Linked DNA regions of Bicyclus anynana: region 2 is linked to region 1. The links are chromatin contacts, called in public Hi-C maps. All regions are on one chromosome and are shown on one strand. The core of a region is the stretch at or near the end of the contact, and the rest is flanking DNA. Distances in the headings are between cores, read along the strand shown.

Evidence for each region. Hi-C and Micro-C count contacts between places; a contact is called where the count stands out from the background.
Region 2: a contact with region 1 is called in a Hi-C map of whole body, with 2.7 times the contacts expected there. The contact joins the promoter of LOC112054114 here to the enhancer-like site in region 1. A contact is called at or near these places in 2 of 2 Hi-C or Micro-C datasets (whole body and whole larva).

What each region holds. Positions count from the first base shown.
Region 1 is chr23:11,714,519-11,720,436 of ilBicAnyn1.1, reverse strand. The region is part of intron 1 of LOC112054114 (alpha-N-acetylgalactosaminidase); the gene reads left to right. Among protein-coding and RNA genes, the nearest start is that of LOC112054114, 40 kb to the left of the region's middle. Within about 2 kb of position 1,511, at least 4 of the 8 cell types and tissues checked have open chromatin away from gene starts, as enhancers often do.
Region 2 is chr23:11,755,070-11,760,692 of ilBicAnyn1.1, reverse strand. LOC112054114 (alpha-N-acetylgalactosaminidase) reads left to right here and starts at 2,963. Exons shown (of 10, transcript XM_024093777.2): 1 at 2,963-3,139.

The sequences.
Region 1 (5,918 bases), core at 262-2,761:
TTTTTTAACTAGATATTTAGCACTTTAGAGTCAAATTAGTCCATTTTCCAATCACATATAGTCACCATTATACAGGATGTTCCGTAAAAAGTTTTTTTATGCAAATGGGCTCACGTTTGACCATGACAAGTGTAGATACAGTGTAGATGGGACACGCTTGCCTAGAAGGTGCCTATTTACTCTTGTTTAGTTAGCTAGTTTAGTCAGTTTAGTTGCCTATTCACTGCGACGATATATACTGCCTATTCACTCTACAGGATGATGCTACAAAATGCTACTAACAAAACTATGTATGTATATCTATTTGAATATAGTCGATTTATTTACCTAATAGACACCAACGCGATTTCAATTAATTTGCATTAGATAAGTAAGTAAGCTAAATTAAATCCATTATTCAAAATAGGCACCATTTGTGTTTCACATATCCTGGTTACAATTGAATTATAATAATTCGCAATCACTTCCTTGATAGTTTTATTGACCCGCATCTCATTCATTTCATTAAAAACATGTTTGTAATTTTATCATTTGGCATTTTTTATTAACTGGTAATTCACCACAGTTTCGCTGTTTGCGTTGAAGTTATCGCAAACTAGCGATAAAAACAAAACTAGCGATATCCCGCGACTTTGTCCACGGAATTTAATAGGAAGTTGGTGGCGTCACACTCAGTGCCTCAGAGCAATAGGCTCTTATGATAGTGATCATCATAGAGTCAAACATCACTATAGACCACACGCGCTGGAGGACAAAATTATCATGTGTATATCCATGCCCCTCTCTTATCGAAAGAGGTGGACCATTAAAATTGGCTGATGATCACAATGATGATAATGATCATTGTGTTCAATTGTTATCGCAAGAGTTCTGTAGTAAAAGATCTCGAACGTGATTTTGTAGTAGTAAGTTATATTAAGATGTATAATAACAATTTATAGACATCGCGTGTCAGGAGCGTTAGCGTGATGTGTGCATGTGAATATATTTGTATGACTTATTAGATCAACATTAATCTATCATTATTATCAACCCATATTCGACTCACTGCTGAGCTCGAGTCTCAACAGACAGGTCCTAATAAGGCCAACAGTCTTCCACGCTGGCTCAATGCGGATTGGCAGACTTCACAAACGCAGAGAATTAAGAAAATTCTCACGATGTTTTTCCTTCACCGTTTGAGGCGGCGAGTGATATTTAATTTCTTAAAATGCACACAACTGAAAAGTTAGAGGTGCATGTCCCCCACTGGGTTATGCTAGCCACAAACGGTCAATTATTCTCACGTTTCTGTAGCACCCACGACTATAATCGATCGTGTGTTGGTCACTGCGTACATGACTTGTATAGTATGCCGCATGGGTACTGCCGTTTGCTTTTCAGAAACGTGAGAATAATTGACCGTCAATGGCGACCTTTATCCGGTCCGGGGCATCCATAGATATCCATAGATACAAAAATAATGCGCGGCAGTGATTAAGTAGTCACGTGAAGCTAGAGCGACGGCGGCCTACAAAGTTTACGTAATTTTATGTAAGAAACCGGCCGACATACGGCGTGGACCACTTTGTTACGTCTGTGGTACACTCCACTGAGCCAATGCTTTAATCTTGATCGAGTAATGTTTACTTACTAGTTGGTAAGTGGTATGAATGACCATTAGGGATTACGCGATATAGGTACTAATTAAATATGTAAGTACTAGCTGACCGCGCGCAGATTCGCCCGCATTGTTCCCGTTCCCGTAGGAATACGGGGATAATATATACCTATAGTCTTTCTCGATAAATCGTCTATCTAACACTGAAATAATCTTTCAAATCGGACCAGAAGTTCCTGAGATTAGCGCGTTCCAGCAAACAATCAAACTCTTCAGCTTTATATCATTAGTATATATAATATCCCGCGGTTTCCTTGAGAGAATATGGATATATAACATAGTCTACGACACTCAGAAATAACTTGGTGACTTTCTAGGGGTATAATATACCCCCACGAGATTGACAGTGTACGCCAAGAATAAGATTTGTATGGCAATAAAAATCTACAACAATCTTCCTAATAGAGAGCCCTATAGAAAAGCCATGGTCAATATTGAAATGTAAAATTTATAATATACTAATATATGACATTCATAACTACTTTATGGATATTTTGTTATTTATTATTTATTTTGTAATTATGTCATTTTTTTTCTCTTAATTGTATTCAATTCTATTTGTACCATTCGAATTATAATTTTGTTAATAAACGAATACACTATTAGAAAAAAAAGAAAAAAAAATTGAATTTTCTACTGAATCAGTAGATTCAGAGATTACCTACCACCTACAACAATATAAACTTTAGCTCTTGATAGACAATTTCTTCACTATATATATTATTCTTACAGCAAAAAAAAAAGAATTTTGTTCAGTAGGTAGTAGGTTTATATATTAAATTTTCAGGTATCGACTTATGGCAGGCGTCCACTGATCCGCATCATACGTATCGGACAGATTGCATCAAACAGATTTTTAATATTACGCTAGATAAAATCCATCCGATGCGATCCATACGATGCAGATCAGAGAATACTAAAATCTGATCTATGCAATGCGTCCAATACGCCTGCCATATACCAACGTCCTTGACAAACGAACAAACGACATAGCATACTCCTTTCAATTGGTGTTTCAACAATTTTACATCATTACGATTTATTATGGATTTATTAGCCTAATTATTTACGGATGTGGACGTCACAACAAAAAACTCGTTAATATCGTATAGGTAAGTAGAAAATTACTTATGTGCAGTGCTGTGTGACTGTGATTGACGTTAATGGATCCGATTTCAGCGATATTCGCAATATAGCGTAATTGCAAACATTCTAGCCTTTGATTTTATGTTATGTAACGAATTATAACGACTGTTTTTGAAATGCTGGTAAAAAACAGGATTTTTGAAAAGTTATGCTTTTTCTACATACTTACACGTAAATCATCTTTAACAACCCATGTCGAATTCACTGTTGAGCACGAGTCTCCTCTCAGACTGAGAGGGGTTAGTCCACCACGCTGGTCCAGTACGGATTGGCAGACCCACATTTGTGAATGAAGAAAATTCACAGGAAAATTCACATTGTTTTTCTCTCACCGCTTGGGTAATTATTAATTTCTTAAAATGCACATATCTAATTTAAAAGTTGAAGGTGCATGCCCCGAACCGGAGTCTAGCCTACGCTCTCCGATTCGAAAGCAGAGATCATATCCACTGGGCTATCACGGCTCTACGTTACGTAACGTGTATACATGGTCACTAGAAACTAATAAGGCACATAATTAATACGCACACAGCCACACACTCTCAAATACAAACAACTGAAAGTCGATCGGTTAAAAAGCACAAATACCAACTTTTCTTATTAGCTGGTCCCTTATCTCCGACTACTAGACAAAATAGCCAAATACTTACAAGAAATAGTTAACACTACAAAAAGAAGTCGGTAATATTTAGGTCAAATAGCCTTTACTTTTCACCGTGTGAAAATCAAATATACCTGCCTAGTGCCTAATATCTTAAATATATGTACCTTATAAATCTTACGTTATATTTAATTACTAAAGTTCTAAGAATTTGTAGCTAATCTGTCCAATCCAAATTTAGTATTACGACTTCACGAAACTTCTTGAATTGATATTTCGATGTACGTACAAATTCCAACAATCCTACGTTTAATCGATGTAAATAAATCAGAATTCAGAATAGACCTAATCTAAGCTAATCTCACATTACTTTAGCTAGATGAACGCAATTTTTTTTGTGAAAACGAAAAATTATTGACAACCGACCCAATAAACATTTTTAGTAATAATTTTTAATCAAAATGATTTTACAGAAAACAATAATGGTAATGGTACTCAACCATAACTATCGGTTCATTGATAACTAGCCGATGCACCGCGGTTTTACGCGCGTAGTTCCCGTACCCGTGAGAATACGGAGAGTATAGACTATGACACTCACAAATAACGGCCTCCGTGGCGCAGTGGTATGCGCGGTGGATTTACAAAACGGAGGTCCTGGGTTCGATCCCCGGCTGGGTCGATTGAGATTTTTTTAATTGGTCCAGGTCTGGCTGGTGGGAGGCTTCGGCCGTGACTAGTTACCACCCTACCGATAAAGACGTGCCGCCAAGCGATTTAGCGTTCCGGTACGATGTCGTGTAGAAACCGAAAAGGGGTGTGGATTTTCATCCTCCTCCTAACAAGTTAGCCCGCTTCCATCTTAGACTTCATCATCACTTACCATCAGGTGAGATTGTAGTCAAGGACTAACTTGTAAATAATTAAAAAAAAAATAACGTGGCTTTCTCGTGGTATAAGAATTTTCAAAATCGGTTAATTAGATCCAGAGATTACCCTACAATACCACAAACTTTACCTCGTACTTTACCAAAAACGGTCGGTCTTCGTTGGCTTGATATGAATTAAAATCCACAACCGGCAAAGTGATCAATAAGCAAGGTAATGTGTAATTACAGTTGCAACACGCACTACTGGACTATTACATGTATTTCCGACAATCCCTATTTCGCTGAACGTGAGGCAACCGCCTGCATGTGATTATAAGTAGCCTTCATATCCTATCGCGTTAACGCCGTATCGCTTCATACAAATTACGTTGAGTAAATATACCATTTAGTACAAATTACTTACATAGAGTATATTACGTTGAGACGTGATAGACCTCTGCCTTCGATTCGGAAGGCGTAGGTTCGATCCGGTCCGAAACATGCACCTCTAACTTTTCAATTATGTGCATTTAAAAAAAAATTAAACATCCCTTGTCTCCAACGGTGCGTTGAAGGAAAAACATCGTGAGGAATTTTCTTAATTCTCTGTGTGTGAAGTCTAACTGCAATTAGCTAGCGTGGTGGACTACGGCCTAACTTTCTCATGCTTTCATGCTGAGAGGAGACTCGTGGTCTACAGTGAGCCGGTTGTTAATGATAATAAGTGGTGAAATATTCCATCGCAGTCTACTTTAACGTATCACTACGGAGACGGCTCTCTCATCATCGGAGTAGGCATACGGAGCTTAAACGAAAGCGTCCACTGATCTGCATCGTAGGAATCGGACGCATAGCATTTAATGGATTTTAGTATTCTTTGTATAGAAAGTCATACAAGTGCGACCACTAATCCGCATCGGACGAATCGCATCGAACGTAAAATCGATTTTTTTTTTTAAATTAAAAATCCGTCCCTAAATGACTGAGTACAAAGAATACTAAAATCCGTTTGATGCGCTACGTCCGATGTGTACACATGTCGTTAGAGTTACATTATTTATTGTTCTGTGGGAGATTACAGATTAGTGATCATTTTTGGATGATGAGTGCGAATATAAGTATTAATAATGTTACTTAAGTACTTAATAAAGTGTTGCAGAGCAGATTAGGCCGGTGATTGCCTTTGCGAGTGGAGCTTTAAAACACATTATTTCAGGATTAACAAAGCTTATTATGCAAAAGTTATGTAGAAGCATAGATATATTTCCTTTTAAGGCTTACTAAAACGTTTTTTAAGATGTTAATATAATTTATTTTTTGAAATTATGACTTATCATTGATCTCACAAGTGTTAACGCGATTACAATTAATTGAATTTCGTGATATTTTGAATTAAATATTCATATATAAGCTCAAGGCAGCCAGAATATTGAAGAATGCTGAGTCTTTAAATTTATTACGAGCGATTGAAAGTATACAAATAAAAATAAGGACATTCTTGTTTTTATTAAATACCCACGTATTAATTTATGGCTTGCACAGAAACCACTCAGCTTTATACGGATTTAGCCCCGACCTCTGCAAAACAAAACAAAACAACTTTCAAAGCTGCGTGAAACTTGAACTACATACAGCCGAATAT
Region 2 (5,623 bases), core at 1,714-4,213, 39 kb before region 1:
TTACATCGTTGGAGTTTTAGGAGCGATCTCTAATTTTTAAAAAAATATAACATAGCCTATAGCCTTCCTCGATAATAGCGCGTTCAATAAAACAAACAAACAAACTCTTCAGCTTTATGATATTAGTATAGATTTTTTGGGAAAAAATAAGCTACTCTCGCAAAGGTTGCAAAGGTACTTATTAAGCAAATTGCTAAAAATTAAAAAGCAAATTAGGGTTTTTGCAAATACCCTTATTTGCAAAAACCATAATACCATTAATAATGGTCTAAGCAAATACCACATAACAAAGAGATATTTTTTTATTAATTTTACGTTCTGTTGGTAGATTTTAATCAAATTGTTAGTAGGTATATATTTTTCGGACAATAGATTTTACACACAATCTTAAATAAAATGAATGAATATTGATTGTACCAAATCAAACGATTATAAATGTCTGCATGTTCCGTAATACGCCCTCACGGTTGCGCAACTGACAGAACTCAGAAGTAAGAAGCAAGGTCATGTATTCGCGTTACACTTTCGTGTTAGACTAAGAGCCCGTAACCCTAGACCTTCGTCATTTTATAAAATCTGAAAGTTTGTCAGCTCATGCTCCTACCATAAGTAAGTACAGTAGCCAATAGGCTAGCTGACACTTTTTTTAAATGTTCTTAAATAGTTCATTATTGTTCTTCTAGGCTGAAAAAAAAATCATATATTTTTGAGACGTGATTACTTGATAATTTTAGTTTTTAAATATGTTTTTGACAATACAAGCCAATACGCCTGTCGGTCATGACAGTCTATCTTTCAACTGTTTCATGATGTCACTATAATATATCCCATACAAACGTAGCGTCTGACAAAAATATTAGATAACAATTGGTTCGACGTTACATCAAATGTGTTAGTGACGTCACAAAATGGACGACAACGTTGTTGACGTGTGGAAAATTTTAAAAAATTCGTGATATAAATTAAAAAGTCCTTAACTTTTATTAATTGATATCGATATATTTCGGAATTTGGACCCTTATTCCATGTACTTACTACACGAAATTAATATATATTGTTTATATTAAATTTGATATGAGTATAATTTTTTTATATTTTCACCGGCGTATTATGAGAAATTGTATTCCCAGTCGCCAGTCACTAAGCTTTGCGGAAACCATTCGAAAAACACTATTTAATTTAAAACTTCAAGGGTATCTAGCTAAGGGTTATCATGATGCCAAGTGTTTTGCAAATGGGGATATCATTTCTCATATTATTCCGATAAAAATATAAAAAAAAATTATACTTTATACTTAGACGGTTGAGGGTCTGGATCCTTAAAACCTGCTATCTCCCAAAGCCACCCCGTACTCACTTATGGTAGGAGCATGAGCTGACAAATTTTCAGTTTTTATAAAATGACAAAGGTCTGGGGTCACGGGCTCTTGGTCTATGTATGGATATGTCGAAATGTAGTTCATTGTAAACATTTTTATTTACATAGTACACGATTAACATACGTTCGCTCGATTTACACTTTCATGTTTCTATTTTTGGTTTCTGATACGCTTTCAGTGTCTTCTGTTTGTATATGTTTTCTCGTTATGTTAGTTTATGTCGTAACTTAAGACTGATTTGAGACATGATAGTCCAGTTGATATCTCAACCTTCGGAGGGAGTAGGTTCGAATCCGATCCGGGGCTTGCATGTCCAACTTTTCAGTTATGTGCATTTTACGATATATAAAGTGTCAGTGAAAGAAAGACATCGTAAGGAAACCTGCATACCATAAAGACACTTCTCAATTTTCTACGTGTGAAGTCGCCAATTCTTTAAACTTGACGTTTTGAAGTTCTGTTCTTTTTTTGGGTGGAGTTTCATGATTTTTATGCATCATATTTAAAATATTTTATTCTATGCATGAAGTACATTTTCCTGAAGCTAATAATTAAGCGATGTTCATAAGTTTACGCATCAAGCGTGGAAATGTTGCGTGTTCCTCAATTTGGACGACTCTATCCATTGTTTGGTATACATTGCGCCTTATATTTTGTAATGTGATTAAAAGTTCAAATGTATTCAGTATCGGAAACGGTGGAGCTGTAAGTATTTGAATCTAGAATGTCATTGCTCGGGTACAGTTAGGGTTGCCAATCTTACTGTAAAGTCTAGGTATAATTAAATTTTGTATTTGTATTATATTTTAAGTGTACATAACAGTATGATATAGGTACTGTTCATTAAATCCTACTAATATTATTAAAGCGAAAGTTTGTATGGATGTTTGTTTGGATATTTAACGCCGCATCTACTGAACAGATTTGGCCGAAATTTGGAATGGAATTAGATTTTACTCTGGATTAACACATAGGCTACTTTCATCCCGGAAAAATCTATGGCTCCCGAGGGATTTATAAAAACTAAATTTCAGCAGTAGATATACTTAAATTAGTATCTCACATTACAAATTGATACTGTCCGATCGAAAGTAGGTTTACGGCCGAAACCGAAATTCAGCTTCAGAATTTCAGTTTGTTTTCGAAAAAACCGAATCTTCCATAAAACTGTGTAAAATCACTATTTAGTTGGTAACTTAGTACTAACTACTTTTTTACCTAAATAAAAATTAGACACTAAAACATCTAAATAACAAAATATATTATAAAATATTAATTCGTAGCTCGAAGCTCAACGCCCTGTTTGAGCATGTCCGATAAATGAAGTATCATGAATTCAGTTTAGGTTTTGACTGTAGTTTTGGCCGGATTTCAGCCGAAACCGAAACTAAGCCAAAATCCGCCGAGCCTTGGCTAAAACTAAAACTGTGACCGAAAGTTCGGTCGGACACTAGGTCTGGAGCTGCAGTGAAATCATCTCAAGTTCATTAGTCGATGTTGATGAAAGAAATGAAGTAAGAAATGGTGGCAACCCTAGAGTACAATCGCGACCTGCGCGGTTGACCGATGCGCGAAGAACGAGCATTTCAACCGATCAGTCGTCGTTTCAATCGGAACGCGACTGCACGCGCCAGAATAACCGCCGAATTAAATTCAAATTTCGAACTCGCCGGACCGTGTTTCGCGTCGCGTGGTGTTGAGAATTAAAAAAAAAAACTTTTAAAAGGATTTTTTTTCGCATCACATCGTCTCCAATTACGGTGAGTAATGAAATAATTGAATTAAAAAAAATGTTAATAAGTTAATACCGGATTGCAGTATTGCGTGTGTTTGTTATGTATGCCTACATGTAATGGAAAAGTTACATTTCTTTCGGTGCAGTTGCATGCGAAGATTACTTATTGCACTAAAATTTACATAGTACATAATAAATACATTTTAAGTGCCTGTAAGCGTTTGACTGTATTTCTGGAGAGCAGAATGTTCGATAGTTTATTTAAATCAGTGGCGATATTTATATTAATGAATACAAAATAATATTAAGTAAATAAATTTAATATTACATTTTTTAATGTCACAAATAATATTACAATCCTACAGCTATTTTATTAAATTTACGTCAACATTCGGAGTCATAGATCAGATTTCGCCTCGTCAAAATTAAGTAAATTGGTATTTGCCTAGATAATATTATAGTAGCTTTCTGCGCTATATAATAAATAAATAAAATATATGTGCAAAGTATTATATATATCTATACTTATAATAAATCTGTAGAGAGGTCAATTCTGTACATGAAATATATTTCCAAAATAACTATCAGGGGGTGATTAGTGATCGATACTGATGCCAAAAATGCAATCAGTAAAATTTTTGTCTGTCTGTCTGTCTGTCTGTCTGTCTGTCTGTCTGTCTGTCTGTCTGTATGTTCTTTATAGAAACAAAAACTACTGGACGGATTTTAACGAAACTTGGTACAATTATTCTACATACTCCTGGGCAGGTTATAGTATACTTTTCATTACGCTACGATCAATAGGAGCAGAGCAGTGAAGAGAAATGTTGAGAAAACGGGAGAAGTTACTCAATTTTTTAAGCTTCCGTCGCGTGTACAGCCTTAATGATTAAAGCTACATAGAAATCACGTATCACGGAAATGTTCTCCTTAAAATTATCTATAAAAACACAACAGCATATATATGTCTATATTTTATGGTTGACTCACAATAACACGTGTCACTCCCGATAGCTTAGCAGTTCGGAGCTTTCTAATTAAATTTGTCTACTCTTATGTTTATAACACTCATCACCCATCCCTAACTAAAAAAGTTAACATTATTACCTATTTAAGAAAAAAAGAATCATAAAAATCGGTAAAGAAACACCAAAGTTATACAAGAAATACGCTAAGCCATCGCGCGTGCATACTAATTCATGCTATATAGATTATTTTTGTGTAACGGTTGCCGCGCTCGGCGCGACTCGCGGGAGGGGGGGGGGGGGGGGAAAGAAGTGCAGCCTTAATGAGTAGGGTAGGGGTAGGGCAGGGTAGAGTAGGGGTAGGGTAGAGGTACTGTAGGGTAGGGGTAGGGTAGGGGTAGTGTAGGGTAGGGTAGGGTAGGGTAGGGCAGGGGTAGGGTAGGGTAGGGCAGGGTAGGGGTAGGGTAGGGTAGGGCAGGGGTAGGGTAGTGGTAGGGTAGGGGTAGGGTAGTGGTAGGGTAGGGTAGTTGAAAGTTTACAACGACTTTCACGCGAACGAAGTCGCGGGCGTCCGCTAGTATATAAATAAATGCTTAGTTGAATAACAAAATATCCACAAATGTTTGCATTTTATTACCTACTTGGATAAGATTAAAAATTATATACGAGTAGCTAATCTTCTGTAAAAAATGCTACTTTTCTAACATGTTGAGTGGTGCTAAAGCCACAAATCTATACTTATAAAAAATCTGTAGAGAGGTCAATTCTGTACATGAAATATATTTCCAAAATAACTATCAGGGGGTGATTAGTGATCGATACTGATGCCAAAAATGCAAGCAGTAAAATTTTTGTCTGTCTGTCTGTCTGTATGTTCTTTATAGAAACAAAAACTACTGGACGGATTTTAACGAAACTTGGTACAATTATTCTACATACTCCTGGGCAGGTTATAGTATACTTTTCATTACGCTACGACCAATAGGAGCAGAGCAGTGAAGAGAAATGTTGAGAAAACGGGAGAAGTTACTCAATTTTTTAAGGGGGAATTAAAGAAGTGCAGCCTTAATGAGTAGGGGTAGGGTAGAGTAGGGTAGGAGTAGGGCAGGGGTAGGGTAGGGTAGGGGTAGGGTTGGGATAAGGTAGGGTAGAGGTAGGGTAGGATAGGGGTAGTTGAAAGTTTACAACGACTTTCACGCGGACGAAGTCACGGGCGTCCGCTAGTAAATAATAAAGGGGAACTCACACCGACCCATACAACGTCGGCCCAAGGATCCCCGGTATAAAAGTATAAGGAGATGATAATATGATGTATAAATAAGGATCTGGTTAAATAATTGGCTTAGTAAAAGTATGTTTCTTGAAGAAAAATACATTTTTTTTTCACTAGGGCAAAATGTTCGCCGGCGTACCAAAGCGGCGACATTTGAAGCTGTATTATTTTTTTTATATATTTTTTTCTGTTACCACTAAGCTTAATAAATAAGAAAATGGACAAACAAACCAAGTCTTTACATAAATATCATAAAATTTAGGCTGCTTTA